Linked DNA regions of Mus musculus: regions 1 and 3 are each linked to region 2. A link is a contact called in public HiChIP or PLAC-seq and promoter capture Hi-C data. All regions are on one chromosome and are shown on one strand. The core of a region is the stretch at or near the end of the contact, and the rest is flanking DNA. Distances in the headings are between cores, read along the strand shown.

The links. Promoter capture Hi-C pulls out the DNA fragments that hold promoters and counts their contacts. HiChIP or PLAC-seq counts read pairs in DNA pulled down with a chosen protein or histone mark.
Region 1: a contact with region 2 is called in an H3K4me3 HiChIP or PLAC-seq map of bone marrow-derived macrophages, with 4 times the contacts expected there. The contact joins the enhancer-like site here to the promoter of Amd1 in region 2. A contact is called at or near these places in 11 of 39 promoter capture datasets (the 3T3-L1 cell line, the C10 cell line, the HPC-7 cell line and 6 more), 3 of 484 Hi-C or Micro-C datasets (bone marrow-derived macrophages, nephron progenitors and rod photoreceptor), 10 of 115 datasets of contacts at active chromatin or transcription factors (the 230-238 cell line, the SCID.adh cell line, bone marrow-derived macrophages and 6 more) and 2 of 9 other capture datasets (adipose tissue and liver).
Region 3: a contact with region 2 is called in a promoter capture Hi-C map of liver. The contact joins the enhancer-like site here to the promoter of Amd1 in region 2. A contact is called at or near these places in 10 of 39 promoter capture datasets (the 3T3-L1 cell line, the C10 cell line, the HPC-7 cell line and 6 more), 1 of 15 datasets of contacts at CTCF or cohesin (the NIH/3T3 cell line), 3 of 484 Hi-C or Micro-C datasets (bone marrow-derived macrophages, granulocyte-monocyte progenitors and hemogenic endothelial cells), 15 of 115 datasets of contacts at active chromatin or transcription factors (the 230-238 cell line, the SCID.adh cell line, T-cell acute lymphoblastic leukemia and 11 more) and 2 of 9 other capture datasets (adipose tissue and liver).

The regions. Positions count from the first base shown.
Region 1 is chr10:40,476,186-40,479,084 of GRCm38.p6, forward strand. It overlaps Cdk19 (cyclin-dependent kinase 19), which reads left to right. Exons shown (of 13, transcript NM_001168304.1): 10 at 1-69; 11 at 704-782; 12 at 1,517-1,783. Among named protein-coding and RNA genes, the nearest start is that of Gm32234, 24 kb to the left of the region's middle. Within about 2 kb of position 1,591, at least 136 of the 459 cell types and tissues checked have an H3K27ac peak or open chromatin away from gene starts, as enhancers often do. A contact at or near this core is called in the 230-238 cell line, the HPC-7 cell line, adipose tissue and 3 more, where this site is marked.
Region 2 is chr10:40,300,876-40,304,054 of GRCm38.p6, forward strand. Amd1 (S-adenosylmethionine decarboxylase 1) reads right to left here and starts at 1,313. Exons shown (of 8, transcript NM_009665.5): 1 at 874-1,313. The coding sequence starts at 983.
Region 3 is chr10:40,498,150-40,501,168 of GRCm38.p6, forward strand. No RefSeq gene overlaps it. Among named protein-coding and RNA genes, the nearest start is that of Gm32234, 46 kb to the left of the region's middle. Within about 2 kb of position 1,337, at least 162 of the 459 cell types and tissues checked have an H3K27ac peak or open chromatin away from gene starts, as enhancers often do. A contact at or near this core is called in the HPC-7 cell line, the SCID.adh cell line, adipose tissue and 6 more, where this site is marked.

The DNA.
Region 1 (2,899 bases), core at 341-2,840, 180 kb after region 2:
CAAGAGAATCACCTCAGAGCAGGCTCTGCAGGACCCTTACTTCCAGGAAGACCCCCTGCCAACATTAGAGTACGTATTCATTTCCCCCTCCATGGTCTTTGCCCCAAGTCAAAGGTGCTGGATGCTGCTGAGAGGCAGGGGAGCATTTGCCTGACTCGTCCTGCTTTGCTCATGACAACTGCCTGCAGAGAAAGCCTCCTCAGAGAGGCCATGCCAGATTCATAGATGAAAGTCAGACAGAGCAGGTGTGACTCAGATGCCAGGCAGCAGGATCAGAGATTGACCAAAGGGATGGAGCTGGTGACACCTGCAACCCTCTCCCTTCTCACCTCGCCAGGCGTGCACTCAGGCTCTGTATATTAGAAATGCACTTGTTTTTCTGCAGGAGAAATGAATTTTCATGTTGAAGCAGATACAAACAGTTTAGATTGGTGCTGAGGAAGCAGTGTGGACAGAGTTCTGTGTCTCACACAGCTCGCTAGCAGCAGTCCTATCTTGACATTGAAAGTGGCAGTCAGCAGGAAAGGCAAAGGGTGCCTTGCTCCTTCCTTATTGCTTAATATAATGGTTGGAAAGTGTCCAGCAAACACCAGCCACAGTAAGGAAGAGGATGTAAGTTAAGAAAGAAAAAGGAAACTTTTAAAGTAAGATGATGGAATTACAGACTTCAGGTACTGATATGAACTTCTTTAAATGGTTTTAGTGTGTTCGCTGGCTGCCAGATTCCGTACCCCAAAAGAGAATTCCTTAATGAAGATGAACCAGAAGAGAAAGGTGACAAGGTACAAGCTTCTTCATGCAACACTGGCTTTCAGGAAGCAAGAGCGGCAGAAAGATAACTGGGTGTACACTTGAAGCATGTATTGAGGTTTAAACTGAGCTTCCTGTTTTGTTTTAGTCGCCCATTCTAGTGCCAGTTGTTCCTCATTTTGTTAAGGCAGTGCCAGCCCCACCCTGCTGTACTTCTCCCTCCCACTCCACTGTCCCCCAGTCCTTTATGTTAAGAGAATCTTAGCCACTCCCCATCATTCCTTTCCAGAGTCCTGACTGGAAGGGCTTTTGGTTGCTTTAGGAGGGTGAGATATTGCCCTGTGTGCCTTACAGCACCCCTCCCACCCTCCAACTCCCGATAACTGTTTAATTTGAAGATGTTGCACAGTTTCAGTGAACTCCAGGGAGTATTATTGTCCCGGGATTGCTGTGTTATGCTTTGGGAATGCTGTGTTTTGGTGTTTACCCGTCTCGGTCATTCCAGTCACACGTGTGCAACCAGGCTGTGTACCCCAGGTGTGTCACCAATCACACCTGTGCAACCAGGCTGTGTACCCCAGGTGTATATCCCTGGTCACACATGTGCAACCAGGCTGTGTACCCCAGGTGTGTATCCCTGGTCATACCTGTGCAACCAGGCTGTGTACCCCAGGTGTGTCACCAATCACATGTGCATATCGAGCATTGAAAGGAACTTCCCGTTTGGCGTCACAGTAAAATTTTCAATCTTTCTTCTCCTTAAAAGAACCAGCCACAGCAGCAGAACCCACATCAGCAACCTGCAGCCCCCGCACAGCAGACAGCAGCCCCCCCACAGGCTCCTCCACCACAGCAGAGCAGTGCCCAAACCAATGGAACTGCTGGGGGAGCCACTGCGGGAGGCGGGGGCGCTGGAGCGGGGCTGCAGCACAGCCAGGACCCCGGGCTGAATCAGGTGCCTCCAAACAAGAAGCCCCGGATTGGGCCTTCCGGTGCAAACTCAGGCGGGCCCGTTATGCCGTCGGATTATCAGGTTCACCCCAGAATTTTCTCCTTTTTGATGCGAATATATTTTATGAAATGGGAAATTGACTTTTAACAAATTCTTTTAGAATTGAATAGTTCTTAGCTCCAGAGTCTTCTATAAAAATTAGATGTTGCGAGCCGGGCATGGTGGCACACACCTTTAACCCCAGCTCTTGGGAGACAGAGGCAGGTGAATTTCTGAGTTCGAGGACAGCCAGGGCTATACAGAGAAACTCTCTCGGGTAAAAAAATTAGATGTTGTATTTCTAGCATTAAATGAAAGGATGATCTCTAGTCATATTTCATATACTTGTGAGATATTTTGTATCATGACTTGTTTATCATAACCCCAAGGAGAGAAAGGAGGGAGGCCTGAGGCTCCTTACAGAAATGTTACCCATATTGGCCACATTGGGTAAGAAAGACATGACATAAGCAAAGTGTCTTACTTGAACATAATCAAGAACACTTGAGAAGATTTGCTCTCAGGAGGAGGAAATTGTCAGTAGACACATAGACATGGGGAGCGGTAAAGGCGATTGTAAGCCATACTAAAGTTGTGATGACACTAGACAAGGGAATTACATCTGTACCACACAGCTTCCGATTCTAGGGTTTACCAGGAATAAAATGCCTTTAGGTTTGTTTTATCATAAACACTCTTGTTTTCTTGTATTCAAGCCTGGGTTACTTTTGCCTTGTTTATTCAGCAGCACACTGAACTGTTGTGTGAGGACTCTGCCTTGTGTAGTAGTTTCCCTGTGTGGGGTTGGGGCTGTTTGAGTATAAGCTGTGGTGTACACTTCAGAAAGAGGAGCATGGTGTCTCACACCTGGGACCTCAGCACTGAGAGGCTGAGGCAGAGGGATTGCTGAGCCAGCATGGCCCACGGAGTGAGTTCTAGGCCAACATGGGGTACAAAGACCCTGGCTTCCCGCTGGGCACGGTGGCACATGCCTCTGATCCCAGCACTTGGGAGGCAGAGGCAGGCAGATTTCTGAGTTTGAGGACAGCCTGGTCTACAAAGTGAGTTCCAGGACAGCTAGGGCTACACAGAGAAACCCTGTCTTGCAAAACAAAAACAAACAAACAAAAAAGACCCTGGCTTCCAAACAGAACAGAA
Region 2 (3,179 bases), core at 63-2,562:
AGGCTCCGGAGGGGCCCAGGAGCTCATTGGTCCGCCTCTCAATGAACCGGACCACGCCGGTTCCTCCGCCACTCTAGTCCCATTAGTGCGCTTCGGAGCACGGCGGAGCCCGGGTACCGGCCACCAAAGCGGGAGGCTGGTGTCACCGCCGCCGGGTCCATGCATCCTCAGTGTCATCCGCGCTTCAATGCTCGACTCTCCCAGCGAGGTCACTAGCAACTCTCCGCACCACCTCCCGTGTCGGGTGTGAGCAGGGGGCCCGCAGGTCTCCTTTGCTCCAGCTTAAGGCATTAAGTAAAATAGATCTTCGGGCTGACAGGCTTGTACCCCGGGAAGCAGGCAAACCCTCCAGCACCCCGCTGCGCTCTCCCGGACTTCGCCTCCGTAACAGGTTACACAGCCCAAGGTCAGGAGCCTCCCGGGCAAAGCCCGCGGAGGGTCCCGAGGCGCCCCGCTCTGCTGCAGGGCACGTCCGGGCGTCGGCGGGGCCCGGCACTGCGACACGGCCGCTCCCGCCCAATCCCGCCGCCCGAGCGAGCGCCACGCGCGGCCGCCTACCCCGCGGCGGGAGGCCTGCTGGTCGCCCCGCGGCCCAGGCCCACCCAGCTCGTGCTCCGCCCGCCCCTCACCCAGCCACACCTGCCGGAGGGCCGCGTGCCCCCCGCCGGAGCCCGTCAGCCCAGCCCCGCCGTCCGCCGGGGACGTTACCTGAGCACGCGGCCGCGCCGGCCTCCTCCCCTCCCCCAGGCGGCGCAGGCGGCCCCGCAACGGCGGCGGGAGAAGCCAGTTCCCGCCCGCCGACCTGGCCCCACCTGAGGCCGCGACTCGTGCCTCGCAGTCGGCGGCGAGCCGCCCTCAGGCCCAGGCACCCACCTTGGGATGGTACGAAGATCCCCAGATCCCTGGCTTGCGTCGGACTGCTGTCTGGAAAACCAGACCTCCAGCAGTTTCTCCGTCCCTTCGAAAAAATGTGCAGCTTCCATCACCGTGAGACTAGCGAACAACCAACAACCACAGAAAATCAACTAAATTAAATCTCTTCTCCCGCCGCTCCTGCCGCCGCTGCGGATTGTTCCAGCTGTGTTACTAAAGTTCAGGTTCCTTTTTTTTTTTTTTTTGCTATAATTTTATATTAACTTTTTTTTAAAAAAAGGACTAATAAAATTTTCCCGGCTATTTTCGTGAGCGAAAGTTGAACGTGAGTCTGTTGGAAATAGAGGCAGATACAGTTCAGTCTCTTGTAGTCCGCTGCTTTCCCGTTAGGAGAGTTGAGCGAGCGCTAGCTAATGTCGCCGGCCATACTGTGTAAGCGAGGGTTCTGCGTGAGCGCAGACCTTATATAAGCATCCTCCCCGACAGGCCAGGAAGTGACGCCATCGCCCCGCCCTCAGGGCCTCATAGGGACCGCTTCGTGTCAGTCAAACGTCGCCGAACGCCGGCTGGCTGGCGGTGGGCCCACGGGGAGTGCAGGGGACTACCAGCTTGGTTGCAGATGGAGCTGCCGCTGTCCCTTGAGCGGGAGACCGCTCTGTTGTCCGGCTGGGGACTTGGGAATCTGGGATTACTTGTGGAGCTGGTGGGGAGAGCGGGAGACAGGCGAGGCTGTCCCACGCTGCACACAGCTGGTTAGCAGAAAACAGGAGGGAGTCTGGAGGGGTGTCGCGGGGCTCGGCGGGGGCGGTGGCCACTGCTGGGTTGGCGTAGTGCTTTGATCCTGTGCGGTTTCTCGTTTCAAGCCGAGGTGGTTTTTGGCTTTTTAAAAAAAATTTTTTTAAACCATTTTTTCACGTGTTTCCACGAGACGAACGCAGCCTAGGCAATAAAATTGTCAGTGACGTACGTGTGGCCCGGGGTCGGATTGGAATGCGCTTTAATTCTGCTTGTGCTTTATCTGATGTGGGAATGAAGGCAGTTCTCCACGGGTTTACACAATAGCCAGAAGCGTCGTCTTCCTATTTCAAAAGAGAAAAGAGAAAAGCAACGTGGCGCCCAGCCTTGGAGGGCTCCGGCGCTATCTACCCCCCACCGTGTGCCTAGCCTAGCTTAGGAGTTGGCCGCCTTCCAGCAGACACCTATCAACCCGTACTCCATTAGGTCAACTGGTGGATATTTAGTTTGCAAAACTTCCTAGGAACTAGCTTTATTAAGTATAATACGAGGTTATTTGATATTTTTCTTAGGCTATTCTTAAAGGGGTGAACTAATTGAAAGTATTCCTCACAACCACCAGTACCACGCAAATTTACAAATTTGCCTAAAATTGCCTAAATGCCTAAAAAGGATCTTCGCGAGTATATAATAATAATGTAAATGGGTAGCAAAGAGTTTTCACTAATGATAATCTAAAGTATAAATTAGGGGTCAAATCCAAGTAGGATTTTGTTTTGTTTTTTTTTTCTTCTGCTATCTTCCTTTATTTATATTTGCAGTATGAAACACAAGCTCTGCACACATACTTGCACACTCACACCAGCCTGGGGGAGGGAGCTGGGACAAGGCCACTTTCTTTCTTTCTTTTTTTTTTTTTAATCTTAAGAAGCAAAAGATGTTAACAAAGTTATTAGTTACTTGGAAACACTGGGGGAAAGTCACCAAGCTCATAAAATTAAAAATGATTATAGTCACAAGACAAAGGGACCGTCTCCTATTATCCCTAGAGAAATCCACTGCAACTGTTGAAATTTGATTCATACATACCCTGAAGACGAGCTCTTGTCTTACAAGAGCATGGATTCACATGTCTCTATGAAATTTGTTGAGAAAGAACCCGTGTGATGAGGTAGATACGTATATTGCTTTTGCCATGTTTTTAAAAGCATCCAACTCAAACTAGGGATAAGGACAAAATTTAATAAATGCTACTTAGTCTATTATAATAGTAATTCAAGGAGGATGCGGTTATACTTGGAATAAAGATTAAAGGAATATTTCCGTGTTTTACAAGCTATTCAATTATTTGATGGTTGCTTATTGAAAAGAAGACTGCCTGCAAACCACCTCAAACATTAATTGTGGTATAAATATAATTTGGCTTGTAATTATTTATAATTAGTTGCTTTTTCAATTACTATTATGCTTTTTCCCAACCTAATTTAAGTTAACAAAAGTGCCAGGAATCTTGGCAAGGTAAATTATTGTTAAATACAGACTAACTTAACTAGCGTCAATGAATTGCGTTG
Region 3 (3,019 bases), core at 87-2,586, 200 kb after region 2:
CTCCCTCTCCCTCTCTCTCTCTCTCTCTCTCTCTCTCTCTCTCTCTCTCTCTCTCTCTCTCCTCTCCCTCCTCTCCCTCCTCTCTCCTTCTCTCCTTCTCTCCTCTCTCTCCCCTCTTCTTCCCTTCTCCCCCTCTCTCTCTCCTCCCCCCCCCCATCTATCTTCATCCTGGAGACAGAATGTCCATGCAGTCCTACCTACCCTTAGTTACACCCCACCGCCCACATACATCATCGCTCCTTGCTGCCCTCTGTGCTGCAGATGATGTGCTATGCATATCTCAGGTTTGAACGCTGGCTCTCGTTGTCATGGGTCCTTATCCCGTGTTCTGGGAGATGGATGCATGTGTCCCCCCTTCACTGTTACCAACACTGAACATTACTGTGTGCAGAAGGTCTGGTAGACACTCATGAGTTAAAAAACAATGTCAACTTCTTTCTGTTATCAAAATTTGTTATAGTTTTTTATATCTCCTTGGTGACTAGTCTGTAATAACATGATAACAGAGCATACCAGTCTCCACAATTAGATGCTCAATAAACTCCTGAAATTTTAATTTTCCTCTCGTTGTGGTGGCACACAGGAAGCTGTTGAGTGAGAAACACTATTAGTCTGAGGCTAGCCTGAGCTATACAGTAGAACCCCTTTTTAAACAAAGACACCATTTCAGTTGCCCCCTCCCCCAACTCATTTGAACACAGGAATTAGTCATGGCTTCGAAGAACATTAGTTTTGAGCTTTCTTTCTAAAAAATTGTTGCATACGGATGTTTTGCCCCATGTATGTGTGTGCACCATGTGTGTGCTTGGTACCTGCAGAGGTCAGAAGAGGCTATCAGATTCCATGGAACTGGAATTACAGATGGTTGTGGGGTACCATGTGGGCGCTGGGAACTGAACCTAGGCTGTCTGAAAGAGCAGTCAGTGGACTTCACTGCTGAGCATCTCCATAGCCACCGGTGGGCTCTTTCTTTTATATGTACTAAAATAAATAAATAAATAAATAAATAAATAAATAAATAAATAAATTAAGTTGTGTGTGTGTGTGTGTGTGTGTGTGTGTGTATGCAGGCACAAGTGCCTGCAAGGACCAGAAGAGGGCATCAGGCCTCCTGGGGCTGGGTTAACAGGGGCGTGAGCAGCCTGAAGTGGGCCCTGGGAACTGAACTTAAGTCTTCTGCTAGAATGGAATATGCTCCACCCTTTCAAGCCATCTCTCCAGCCTAAAGAAGTCGCTATCATTTTCCTGTCCACGTGACGAGGCAGGGACCTATCAACGGGCAGAAGACCTGTCAGCCAGCTGTGCCTGCTCCCGCATGTCTCACCCCAGTGAAGCTTTTTTCCCAGGGTCAAAAAGCTCACAGAGTCTGAAGGCTCCTTCACCTGCCACAGGGTCAGTGTACGGTCTGCTATATATGTTTGGAATCCGTCCCTCATCGCTGAACAGAAAGTGTGTTTTATCATCAGACGCCTCCTCCTGACCCAGTTTCACAACCTTCCTCTTTCAGACTTTGCCTAAGTGAATTCTTTCAACAAATATACAAGTTAAAAAAGAAGTTAAAAAACCACCGTGTGCATGGTGGGGTCAGCTCTATTTTACATATACATGGTGCAGGTTACCCCAGGTGGACCTTACAGGGGCTCCTTCTGCCCAAGGAGTGGGCCTAGCACTGGCCAGCCACTGTCAGCTGCAGAGGGACAGGGCAGGGCAGGGCAGGGTAAGAGAGGCACTGAGCTGCTGAGCACACGGGAGGGAGAAGGAACCCCAGACCCTGCCGACTGCCTGAACACTCTGCACAAACACAAGTTCCGCTCCTTTGTGCTGCCCTGGAGTGTTTGCCAGCTCCCAGGTCACGTTGCAGGGGACCATGTGGTCTTGCAATGAAAGGCCCTATTGTGACCACTGGTCAACAAGGCAGGGCAAAGTCTGCCCTTGCAGCAAAACCAGGAACCTCCCCACTTTTACGTGCTGAGAAGAGTGTGTTTCGTATTGTGTAGATGGGGGTGGGGGCAGTTCCTTTAGAAAAACAAAAAAACAGAACAAAAGCCAGACCGAGGAGAGAGATACTTATCTGGTCATCGGCTCCTGCCCCAGTGGTTTTAAATAACTCAAGCAGTGGGCTTACTGTTCCCATTGCCTATTCCTCGTATCCCGCATCTTTCTGTTACTGCTGACATTGTCCTTTTCACGAACTTCCTCTCACGCTAGCCCTGAGCTCCTGTCGGGAATTCTCACTCATCAAGAGATGGCAGACTGTTAAAAAATATGTAGATATATTCAATAAATATTCTGTTCACATGCACAGAGACATGGAAGAGCTTTTAATACAGAGCTTCAACTGGTTTGGAACAGTTGTTATAGACAAATGCTGTGTAGTAGGCAGAGTGTTCATCGAAAATATGAGTTATTGTTGAGTGTGGTGGTGTATGCTTATAATGTGAAATCTCGGGAGGGAAACTGAGGCAGGAGCATCGGGGAATGCAGGGTGAGATCCTGTCTCAAAAAATAAAAAAGAAGCTGGGCGTGGTGGCGCACGCCTTTAATCCCAGCACTGGGGAGGCAGAGGCAGGCGGATTTCTGAGTTCGAGGCCAGCCTGGTCTACAAAGTGAGTTCCAGGACAGCCAGGCGATACAGAGAAACACTGTCTCAAAAAAAAAAAAAAAAGAACAAAACCCCACAAAGAAACAAGAAATAGCAACAAGAGCTTGGGCTTCTGTGGGTAAATTAGTCTGAGTGCTGACTGGGTGCGGCAGCACACCCAGCTGGCTCCCAGTTTCCTTGTCTATGAGATAACACACAGGCTCACAGGGGTCCTTGATGCTCAGCTCCAGCCACAGCTTTGCTGTCTGACTCATGCTGGTGCGTCAGTTCCATGATATCCAATTATTCTGGAATGGGCCGGGGTAGTTGCTATCCACAGGGACTGGAAGCATCCACCTTTTCAATGGAGCAACATCAGTAGAGGCTGACATCACCGAGAGTGTAGACCACAGTAAGTATTGGAATGCAGAAGAGAGG